Linked DNA regions of Mus musculus: regions 1 and 2 are each linked to region 3. A link is a contact called in public HiChIP or PLAC-seq and Micro-C data. All regions are on one chromosome and are shown on one strand. The core of a region is the stretch at or near the end of the contact, and the rest is flanking DNA. Distances in the headings are between cores, read along the strand shown. Region 1 holds the start of 4833412C05Rik (RIKEN cDNA 4833412C05 gene). Region 2 holds the start of Igf1r (insulin-like growth factor I receptor). Region 3 holds the start of Nr2f2 (nuclear receptor subfamily 2, group F, member 2).

What was found. Hi-C and Micro-C count contacts between places; a contact is called where the count stands out from the background. HiChIP or PLAC-seq counts read pairs in DNA pulled down with a chosen protein or histone mark.
Region 1: a contact with region 3 is called in an H3K4me3 HiChIP or PLAC-seq map of embryonic limb bud, with 6 times the contacts expected there. The contact joins the promoter of 4833412C05Rik here to the promoter of Nr2f2 in region 3. A contact is called at or near these places in 1 of 39 promoter capture datasets (hippocampal neurons) and 2 of 115 datasets of contacts at active chromatin or transcription factors (astrocytes and embryonic limb bud).
Region 2: a contact with region 3 is called in a Micro-C map of embryonic stem cells, with 8 times the contacts expected there. The contact joins the promoter of Igf1r here to the promoter of Nr2f2 in region 3. A contact is called at or near these places in 3 of 484 Hi-C or Micro-C datasets (all in embryonic stem cells) and 1 of 115 datasets of contacts at active chromatin or transcription factors (astrocytes).

The regions. Positions count from the first base shown.
Region 1 is chr7:67,802,135-67,805,040 of GRCm38.p6, forward strand. It overlaps 4833412C05Rik (RIKEN cDNA 4833412C05 gene), which reads right to left and starts at 1,362. Exons shown (of 3, transcript NR_045954.1): 1 at 1,231-1,362. Gm34350 (a long non-coding RNA gene) reads left to right here and starts at 1,055. Exons shown (of 3, transcript XR_391567.3): 1 at 1,055-1,226.
Region 2 is chr7:67,950,655-67,953,513 of GRCm38.p6, forward strand. It overlaps Igf1r (insulin-like growth factor I receptor), which reads left to right and starts at 1,603. Exons shown (of 21, transcript NM_010513.2): 1 at 1,603-2,298. The coding sequence starts at 2,205.
Region 3 is chr7:70,359,091-70,362,025 of GRCm38.p6, forward strand. Nr2f2 (nuclear receptor subfamily 2, group F, member 2) reads right to left here and starts at 1,503. Exons shown (of 3, transcript NM_009697.3): 1 at 798-1,503. The coding sequence starts at 1,239.

The DNA of each region.
Region 1 (2,906 bases), core at 112-2,611, 2.6 Mb before region 3:
TCAGTTCAGCTGGCAATAGAGCCGAGAGCTTATGTAACTAAGAAACCATCCCACGCAAGTTCCCACACCAGAGGGACACGGGGGTCGTTAGTGTCCAATTCGGGGGATCAGGGAAGACTTTGTGGGGGATTTATTCACGGCCTTGACAGTGGATCACAAAGAGCTCAGCAATGAAGGAAGAAAGCATCCCTGTAAAATTAGCCACCTAAAGTTCCGCCACCCACCAAGGCCCACAGTTTAGTGCTGCCATGAGTCCCCTCTGAACAGCCACAGGACAAGATCCACTTATACACGCTGTTGACTCCCTGCTGTGTCCATTTAACAGTGTGTGGTGGATATTTGGCCTCTGACAATTATTCCTAGTCTACATCCCATTTAAGCAGCCAAAGACGATTCCATTACATGGGTGTACAGTAAACGAATCAAATCCCTATTAATGAACATTTAGGGTTTGGGTCAAGGGTATATACACTCTGGAACCCCAAGGCCTGAGCCTGAATCCAGTTAGTGACCTGGCTGGGTGGTAGGAGGAAGGCTGTGTTTCTGAAGGCGTGGTCCTTCCCCGTAGCAGAGGTACCTGCAGATGGTAATGATGTGGGATATTCAGAACAGTGGTTAGCACCCAGGGAGCGCTCAATCAAGGCTCGGATCGGACAGGCTATAAGCACTCTGTCATCCTGACCAAAGTGTTGGTTTGCTCCCCTCTGTTTCATCACTCAAAACACCCAAAGTGCACACAGTCAAAAAGCACATACATGAGCGCAATCATCTAGTCACCACTGTGATCGGTAAGAGGTAGTGAACGAGGAGAGCCTCTGACTCCTTCCTGGAACCCATCAGGACCCTCCCGTTATCCACAAACCATCTAGTGAGGTTTCTTGATTTGCCTTCTGGGTGGCCTTCTGGAATCTAAAGCAAGAGGAGCATTCATAACAAGTCAAGTCAGACGCTTTCACTACGATTTCAAGGAGGGGAAGCTGGAGTCGAGGCCATGTTTGAAAATATAGGTCAAATCTTGGTTTCTGTGGTTACTGAACACTGTCAGCCACTGTGACTCCCTCTGTGTGGGTGATGCCAAGGTTCAGAGGTCTGACAGCCCTGTCTAGCTCCTCTACAAGTGTCACCTCTCTCGCCCCTCCCCAAGGTCTGAGGCTTCTCTCAGCCCTACTGACCCCCAGGCCCGAGGGTCCTGAGCTTGGGCAACACCCAGGAGTAAGCTACTGCAGGTACCTTGCTCTTCATGCCTGAGGTTGGGGGCGGGGTGCTGGGACTGCTGCTGCTGAAGTTCGGGATGTCTCCATACCCCTGCAGTTCTACCCACTAGTCTGCTGCTGCATGTGGGGACTGCCGGGGAGCAGGGAGGAGGCCATGTGGGGAGGGAACAATGTAGTGGGTTGTTTAGCTGACTGTCAGCCTCGTTCTGGGATCCTCCTTTCCACGCCCCTTGGCTTAACCGCCACAGGCACAGCTCACAGAGGCAAGAGCCCCCTTATTTGGTCTTGGAAAGAAAGGGGAAAGGTTATCCTCGGATGCCTGCGGCGTTGGGTCATCAGCCCGCAGTTGCTGGCCCGCACCCGCGGGTGCAGTTCAGTCTCCCACCGGCAGGTGGCGGCACCGCGCAGGGTCTGGGGAGATGGCCAGCTGGTAAACAACCCGCAGGATCCAATGCCCTAGGGTGGGGACCCGCCCGGATGGGGGTGGGCGCCTTATGAGTCCGCACGTGGACAGTGATGCGGAGGGAGAAGCTAAGCTTCAGAGGAAGGGAATGGGGAGGAAAGAGCCCAATACCTTGTTTGTGGGAGAGTCAAGCTTCCCGAATTGCTCTGGCTGTAGGGTGTGACTTTGCCTTGATGGATTTCACGTGAGCGGCTGGAGAGTGCGCTGTGCCAGGCGGGAATCTGCTTCAAAGTCACCCACGCGGGTTCAGGGGACTCGAATCTCTGGATGTGTGTCAGTAAGGCACCGTGTGGGGCTCTGCACCAGCTGGGAGATTCGCTTTCTTGCCCATCCTTTTTCCTCTCAATCTCCTCTCTACCCCCCCCCCCCCGCCTCCTCCTTGCTCTTCCTGCCTCTCCGTGAGCCTGGGGGTGTGAAGCGACCCACTTTCCTCCTTGTGGCCCGAAGAGTTTTTAAGTTCGAACCGCCACGTGGCTGGTTCCTTTCCTACACCTTCCTGCAAGAGAACAATTGCCACCATTTTATCTTGAGGTTAGAAAGGCTCTGGTCACCCCAACAGTAATGGACAATGCTGGTTCCCCAAAGCCAATGTTTGTTTCAGTGATTGAGAACTGCCACACACACACACACACACACACACACACACACACACACACACACACACACACGCACGCACGCACGCACGCCCCCCACCCCCACCCTTGCCGCCGCCCCTTCCAGTGACTCCTCCAGGTAAAGCCCAGGGGTATCACAGGGAGCTGGCAGGGCATAGTGGCCTCCCAACACTTTAACACTTGCCTTTCATCCCAGCACTCAGGAAGCAGGGGGCTTAGTGAGTTTGAGCCTAGAGGGCCAGTCAGGGCTATATAATTACATTCTGTCTCAAAACAAAAACAAAAACAAAAACAAAACGCCAAGATTTGGGCTGTAGTGGTTAAGAACACTTGCAGCTCTTGTAGGTGACCCAGGCTGGATTCCCAGCATACACAAGGTGATTCTCCACCATCTGCAACTCCAGTTCCAAGCGATGTCTTCTTCCAATCGCCTCAGGTGCCAAGCATGCATGTGGTGCCCATACATACATGGAGGCAAAGCATAAAATGGGTAAATTGCATTCAAAACAGAGCACAGAGACGTTTTAAAGATGGATCAACAGTAGACCCTCTTCCTGGACTTTCACTGACCTCCAAAATGGCTCCTAGGTGGTCAGTCTGCAGCACCGGTTCTTG
Region 2 (2,859 bases), core at 353-2,852, 2.4 Mb before region 3:
GGGGAGGGGGGAATGGAGGCAGGTGCGGGTGGGTTTCTGCAGTGGCCACCGATTCCGGGTGGCGGCCGCACATTCCTAAGACTGGGACCCGAGCCAGACGACGTTGTCCGGGTTAGGGTCCCCGCCCGCAATCCCCTCCCTGGGAAGCCCTCGGACACGCCCCCCAGCTGCGGGTTCCCGCAGCCTGACACGCGCTGCGGTCCTTCTCCGCAGCTGCCCACGTGGTGGAGCACGGACCAGCACGATGCGGTGGAGCGCCCTCAGGGCGGGAGAGGAATGGGGCTGGGAGGCCCGGCTAGCACGACCCAGCCGAGTCGGTCCCCGACTCGGGGCCCCCACATTTCCTCCCCCGGAGGGAGGGAGGCGACATTCCCGGAGCCAGCCCTCCCAGGCTGCGGTCGCGCCCTCTGGCGGCCGCCGCGGAGACGGGTCCTGGGCACGAGGGGCCGCCTGTCTGGGTTCCCTTTCCAGGGCTGGGGGCCCGCGGTGGAATCGCTGTGCTTCGAGAATAGAGCCTCGCGGACCGCACCCTGTCCGCTCCCCGACTGCGCGCAAGCACCGGAACACCCAAGGAGCGCCGCCACGGGCGCCCAAGCCTGGCGTGGAAAGTGCCTTGCGTAGCAGTCTTCAGGGGTCCCCTTTCCCCCAGGTGTGCCCCTCCCGTCGCGTCCGGGCTTTCCACCACACTGCGAAAAAAATGCCGCATGCATGCACTTATTTATTTATTTTGCAACAGCTGCAAGAAACAATGAAGCTTTTTCACGGAGTCGGCCAGCGCGCTCTCCAGCCGCGCTGTTGTTGTTTTCAATGAAGCTCCGAGGCCGCACTCCCCGCCCACCGCGCCCGCAGCCCGCCCGCTCTGCTGCCCGCCCGCCCTGCCGCCGCCCCCCTGGCCACCGAGTCCCACCGGCGCCCCGGGCATTGTTTTTTGGAGTCCTGCGGGAGGGGAGGGTGCGGACAGGGCCGGCCGGCGCAGTGCGGGTGGGGGCGGAAGCGTGGGCGCGCGCGTGGCTCAGTGTGCGCGCGGGGGCCGGCGCGGGTGGAGGCGCGGGGGGCGGTGCCTCCTGGGCCCGGCTCCCCACGCCCGCGCTCCGCTCCGCACGTCCCTGCGATCCCGAACTCCGGCTCTTGGCGCCTGCCGAGTCGGGGCCCGGCCCTCGGCGCGCCGGGACTGCGGCTGTAGCCGCTTGGAGTGTGCGCGCGGGCACGTGTGCGCGGCCCCGAGAGCGCGCGCGTAGAGCCCCCAGTGTGTGGCGGCGGCGGCGGCGGCGCGGTGAGGCTGAGGTTCTTGTTTACCAGCATTAACTCCGCTGAGCGGAAAAAAAAAGGAGGGGGGGGGGGAACCGAGGAGGAGCGAGCGCACCGGGCGAACTCGAGAGAGGCGAGCGACAGGGAAGCTGCCTGCGAGCCTGTCCCGGCGCGCCCGGCGCTCGCAGACCCTCGGCCCCGCTCTCCGGACCCTCCACGCCTCTCCCCGTGCCTGCGAGAGCTCCACGGCACGCGGCGTGCTCGGCTTTGACCTTCAGCGAGCCGGAGCCCCCGCGCACGGAGTCGGCGGCGGGCGGGGGCCGACGCGGGGCGGCGGGAGCGCTGAGCGCTGCGCGGCCGCCGCTTTGTGTGTGTCCTGGATTTGGGAAGGAGCTCGCGGCGGCGGCGCTGAGGGAGGAGGCGGCGGCGAGCGGAGCCCAGAGGAGGAGGAGGAGCCGGAGGAGGGGGAACCGCTCATTCATTTCCACTCCGCATTTCTGCCCCTCGCCGGCCTCGCCCGCGCCCGGGACTTCGGACCAGTCTCGCCAACTGCGTCGCGCTCTCCCGCCGCGTAGGCTCCGGTGGTCGTTCCCTCCGGGGATCGGGTGGCGTTTGTCCTCGCCTGCGGCGATTTGGGCTTTGCTCCTCTTTCTGTACAGTTTTCCTCCTTCTTCTGCATCTCTGCGTTTGCAAATGGAGGCCGACGACGCCGACAGCCCGCCCCGGCGCGCCCCGGCTTCCCGACTCCGCCGCCCCGTGGGCCGCTGCTGCCGGCGCTGAGGGGCCGCCCCGCGCCACCCTCCTTGTCCACGCCGCTTTCCGAGGATCGTCGCCTGCGCTCTTGTTTTTGGACGAGAGTGAGGACTGAGTTGGAGACTTTTTTTTTCTTTTTTTCTTTTCTTTTTTTTTTTTTTTTCTATTTTTGAGAAAAGGGAATTTCGTCCCAAATAAAAGGAATGAAGTCTGGCTCCGGAGGAGGGTCCCCGACCTCGCTGTGGGGGCTCGTGTTTCTCTCCGCCGCGCTCTCTCTCTGGCCGACGAGTGGAGAAAGTGAGTATTTGCCCGCCGCCCGCGGCCACTGCGGGAACTTTTCCTCCGAGGGGCTGCGCCCTGTTTGGGAAAACCCAGTTGCCACGGGCGCAGCTGTCGGACTTCGGGGCTCGGGAGTGGAGGGTGGGGCTCTCTCGGAAGGCCGGAGTAGAGCAGGGCCCGAGAGTTCACGACTCAGGAGCTCCTAGAGCCCTAGCTCAGCGCATCTGCGCGCGGGAAGGGCCTTAGGGCTTTCTCTTTCGCTGTCCGGGGAGCGCTGTCCCGCACGCGGCCTGGTGGGTGGGCAGTGCCTTCTCGCTGGCGGGTCAGGGGCAGCCCCCGCGTAGGCGCTTGGTGGGGAAGTTGGCGTCTGGGTGGCCTCGGGAACCCCGCTACTCTCGCCCCCCCCCCTCCGGGGCGCTCCACTTGGCACCCCAGCGCCCATCCCGCGCAGCTCACCATGACAGCACCCTTGGAGGCTCCACGGGTGGTTGCTGGGGTAGACCTAGTGCTCCGTGGCGGCAATTCGGAGCCTCCTACCCTGCGGGGTGTAAGTTGTTCTTGAGGGGGAGATACAGGATG
Region 3 (2,935 bases), core at 253-2,752:
CGGAGCCCGCGCCCAGGCGCGGAGCGCGCCATTGGTAGAGCACTGTTCCCGGCTCTGGGATAATTTTATATCACAAAGACCCAACTGGCGCAGAGGGAAAGCAGCGGCCAAAGGCCCCTTGCCCACACTTTCCTACTCCCTACAGTGCTCTCAGGGTTTCAAAAGTGAAAGGAAAAAAAAAGAAAACAAGAGGTATTTTTTTAAAGCAGAATGTTAATCCACGGAGGGGTCACATGAGCTCTGCCCAGGCGGCAGCGTTAATACGGCGAAGTGCATAAAATTGCCATTTGTAATTTGAACCTCCTGTACAAAAGTACAATCTCAGGTTGTTTTTTTTTTTTTCTGAAAAGGTGGGGGTTGGGGAGAGGGGTAAGGAGGAGGGACATATGTTGAACATGCAGGAAAAACAAGGAAAGAGAGAAAGGGAAGAGAGAGGGGGGGGACTTTAAAACAACAACAAACAACCCATTCCTTGCAGAAAGGTGAACTCTAATGAACTCTCAATCAATGCAAAGGAAAGGAAAAGCTGTCCGGAGAGGGAGAAAGAGAGAGAGGGGGAGAGGAAGAAAGAGTGGAGAAGGAAAGTCTACTAAAGCATGCGGACTGTAATGGGGGTGGGGGCTGATCTGGGTTGCAGTGCAGACCCCCACCCCCCTCCCCGGTTCCTAGTACCAAATCCCCTCCGACTGCAACCGGGAGAGCTCGGGGCTTCTGAGTCCTTACCCAGAGCAGGCTAGCCAAACGCACCCAGAGCCCCGGGACCGCGGGCGAAGGGGGAAGAAATGAGAGGCCGATACCTTCCCGTCTCATGCCCACTTTGAGGCACTTTTTGAGGCGGCAGTACTGGCACTGGTTGCGGTGGTGCTGGTCGATGGGACAGTTCCGGTTGGCGCGGCACGTGTAGCTCAGGTTCCTCCGCACGCTGCGCTTGAAGAAGCTCTTGCAGCCCTCGCACGTGAACTGGCCGTAGTGCTTGCCGCTCGACTTGTCCCCGCACACCACGCACTCGATGTGCTGCTGCTGCTGCTGCTTGTCGCTGCCCGGGCCGCCAGGGCCGCCCTGGCCGCCAGCCGCTGTCTGGGCCGGCGTGCTGGCCGGGCCCCCTTGGCCCGGCGTCTGTGGCGTGTGCGGGGCGCCAGGCGGCGGGCCCGGCACGGGCGGCGCCTGCGAGGCCTGGCTGCCCTGAGAGCCGGGCACCTCGTCCTGGGGGTCGCGCCACGTGCTGACTACCATTGCCATATCTATGGGGGCCGCGTCCGGACTTCTGCTCCCCTGGCTGCGGGCGGCGGCGGGGTGGCGGCGGCTCCCGGGTCTCGGGCTCCGGCGCGCCGCCTTTTGTGTGTGCGAGGGTGCGAGAGGGCGCGGGAGGGCGCCCCGGGTGGCTCAGGGCTAGTTGATTTGAGGTTGGTTAGTTTTTCCTTTTTTGTTTTTTTGTTTTTGCTTTTGCAAAGTTTTGTCGATTGCTTGTCTGGCCCGGTGTGTTTGTTTTGTTTGTTTCCCTCGGCTCAGCTTTGTTGGTTTCGGGGGGCTTTCCGTCCAGAGGGGAGGGCAAGGGGACAGGGGAAAGAGAGTGGGAGCAGAACGTGGAGAGAGGGAGGGGAGGGAGAGCTGCAAGTCGATTGTCTGGCTTCAAGACAGAAGTAGGAGGCAAAAAAAAAAAAAAAAAAATCTCTCTAAAGATCTCGCTCGCTCTCACTCTCCCTCCCTCTCTCCCTCTCTGGTTCACTCTCTCGCTCTCAGATCTAGTGTGCAGCGGAGGAGTTGGAGGAGGAGAAGGAGGAGGAGGAAGAGGAGGAGGAGGAAGAGGAGAAGGAGAAGGAGAGGCGACTGTCCGGGGGCCAAGTCCAGGGCAGCCCACAGTCAGCCATTCAGGAAAGCCATCGAAATCAGGAGGACTGGGAGAGCGGAGGCGCCGGGCGCGGGCGCGCCCTGGGAGCCAGGCAGGCCGGGGCGGAGGCCGGCGGCCCGCGGAGTGGCCGGAGCTCTGCCCGGGTCCGGGGGAATCAGCATGAAAGTGGTCCGCGTCCGGCGCTGCGCGGCGTCGTCCTGGCGCTGGGCCGCCGCCGCCTCCTGCCCCGGGCGCCTGGCGCGCGCCGCGCTCGCTCCGGACGCCGCCGCCGCCGCCGCCGCTCTCGGAGGCCGCTCGTTGCTCTCCGCGGGCCGCCCGGGCCGCCGCCGCCGCCGCCGAAGCCTCCGGGTCGGGCCCGGAGCCGCTGCGTCTAGCGCCGCCGCCGCCGGTGGAGTCGCTGCTGCTGCCGCTGCTGCCGCCGCCGGTGGAGCCGCTGCTGCTGCTGCTGCTGCTGCTGCTGCCGCCGCCGCCTCACACACATAGGGAAAGAGTCAACTCGCCGGCGGCGGGGGAGAGATGATAAGAGAGAAAGGAGGGCAGATCAGCACCTAGAAGCGCATCCTTCGTGCGCAGAGGGGGGAGAAACGGAGAGAAAGAATGAAAGAGGGAAGAGCAGCGCGGCACCCGGAGAAAGGAGGCAACTCCGGCAGAGGAGGAGGAGGAGAAGAAAACACACACGCGCGCACGCACGCACACACCGCGGAGAGAAAAGAGCAGAATCAAAGTGATCAAATATGCTAAAAAGGGGGGCGCGGGAGGGAATGCGATTTATAGGCGCCGGGGCTGGCAGAAGTGGCTTCTCCGCGATCAGCTCACTGAGCTCTCTATATAGTGAACTTTGACACGACTGCTGCAACTTAGCGCACGTTGCCATGGCGACGGCGCGCCTTATAAGGCAGCCGCCGGGGTTGGCCTGGCCCGGCGCGCGCGCGCCGCCCCCTCGTCGTCATTGGCCGGAGCGCAGCGGCCCCGCCATGGCGGCAGCGGGAGCAGCCCGGTCCTAGCGCGAGCGGCGTCGAGACAGCCGCACGGGGCGCGCGGGGACGGAGGGGGGCGGGGACGGGTGGCCGCGCGGTCCTGGCCACA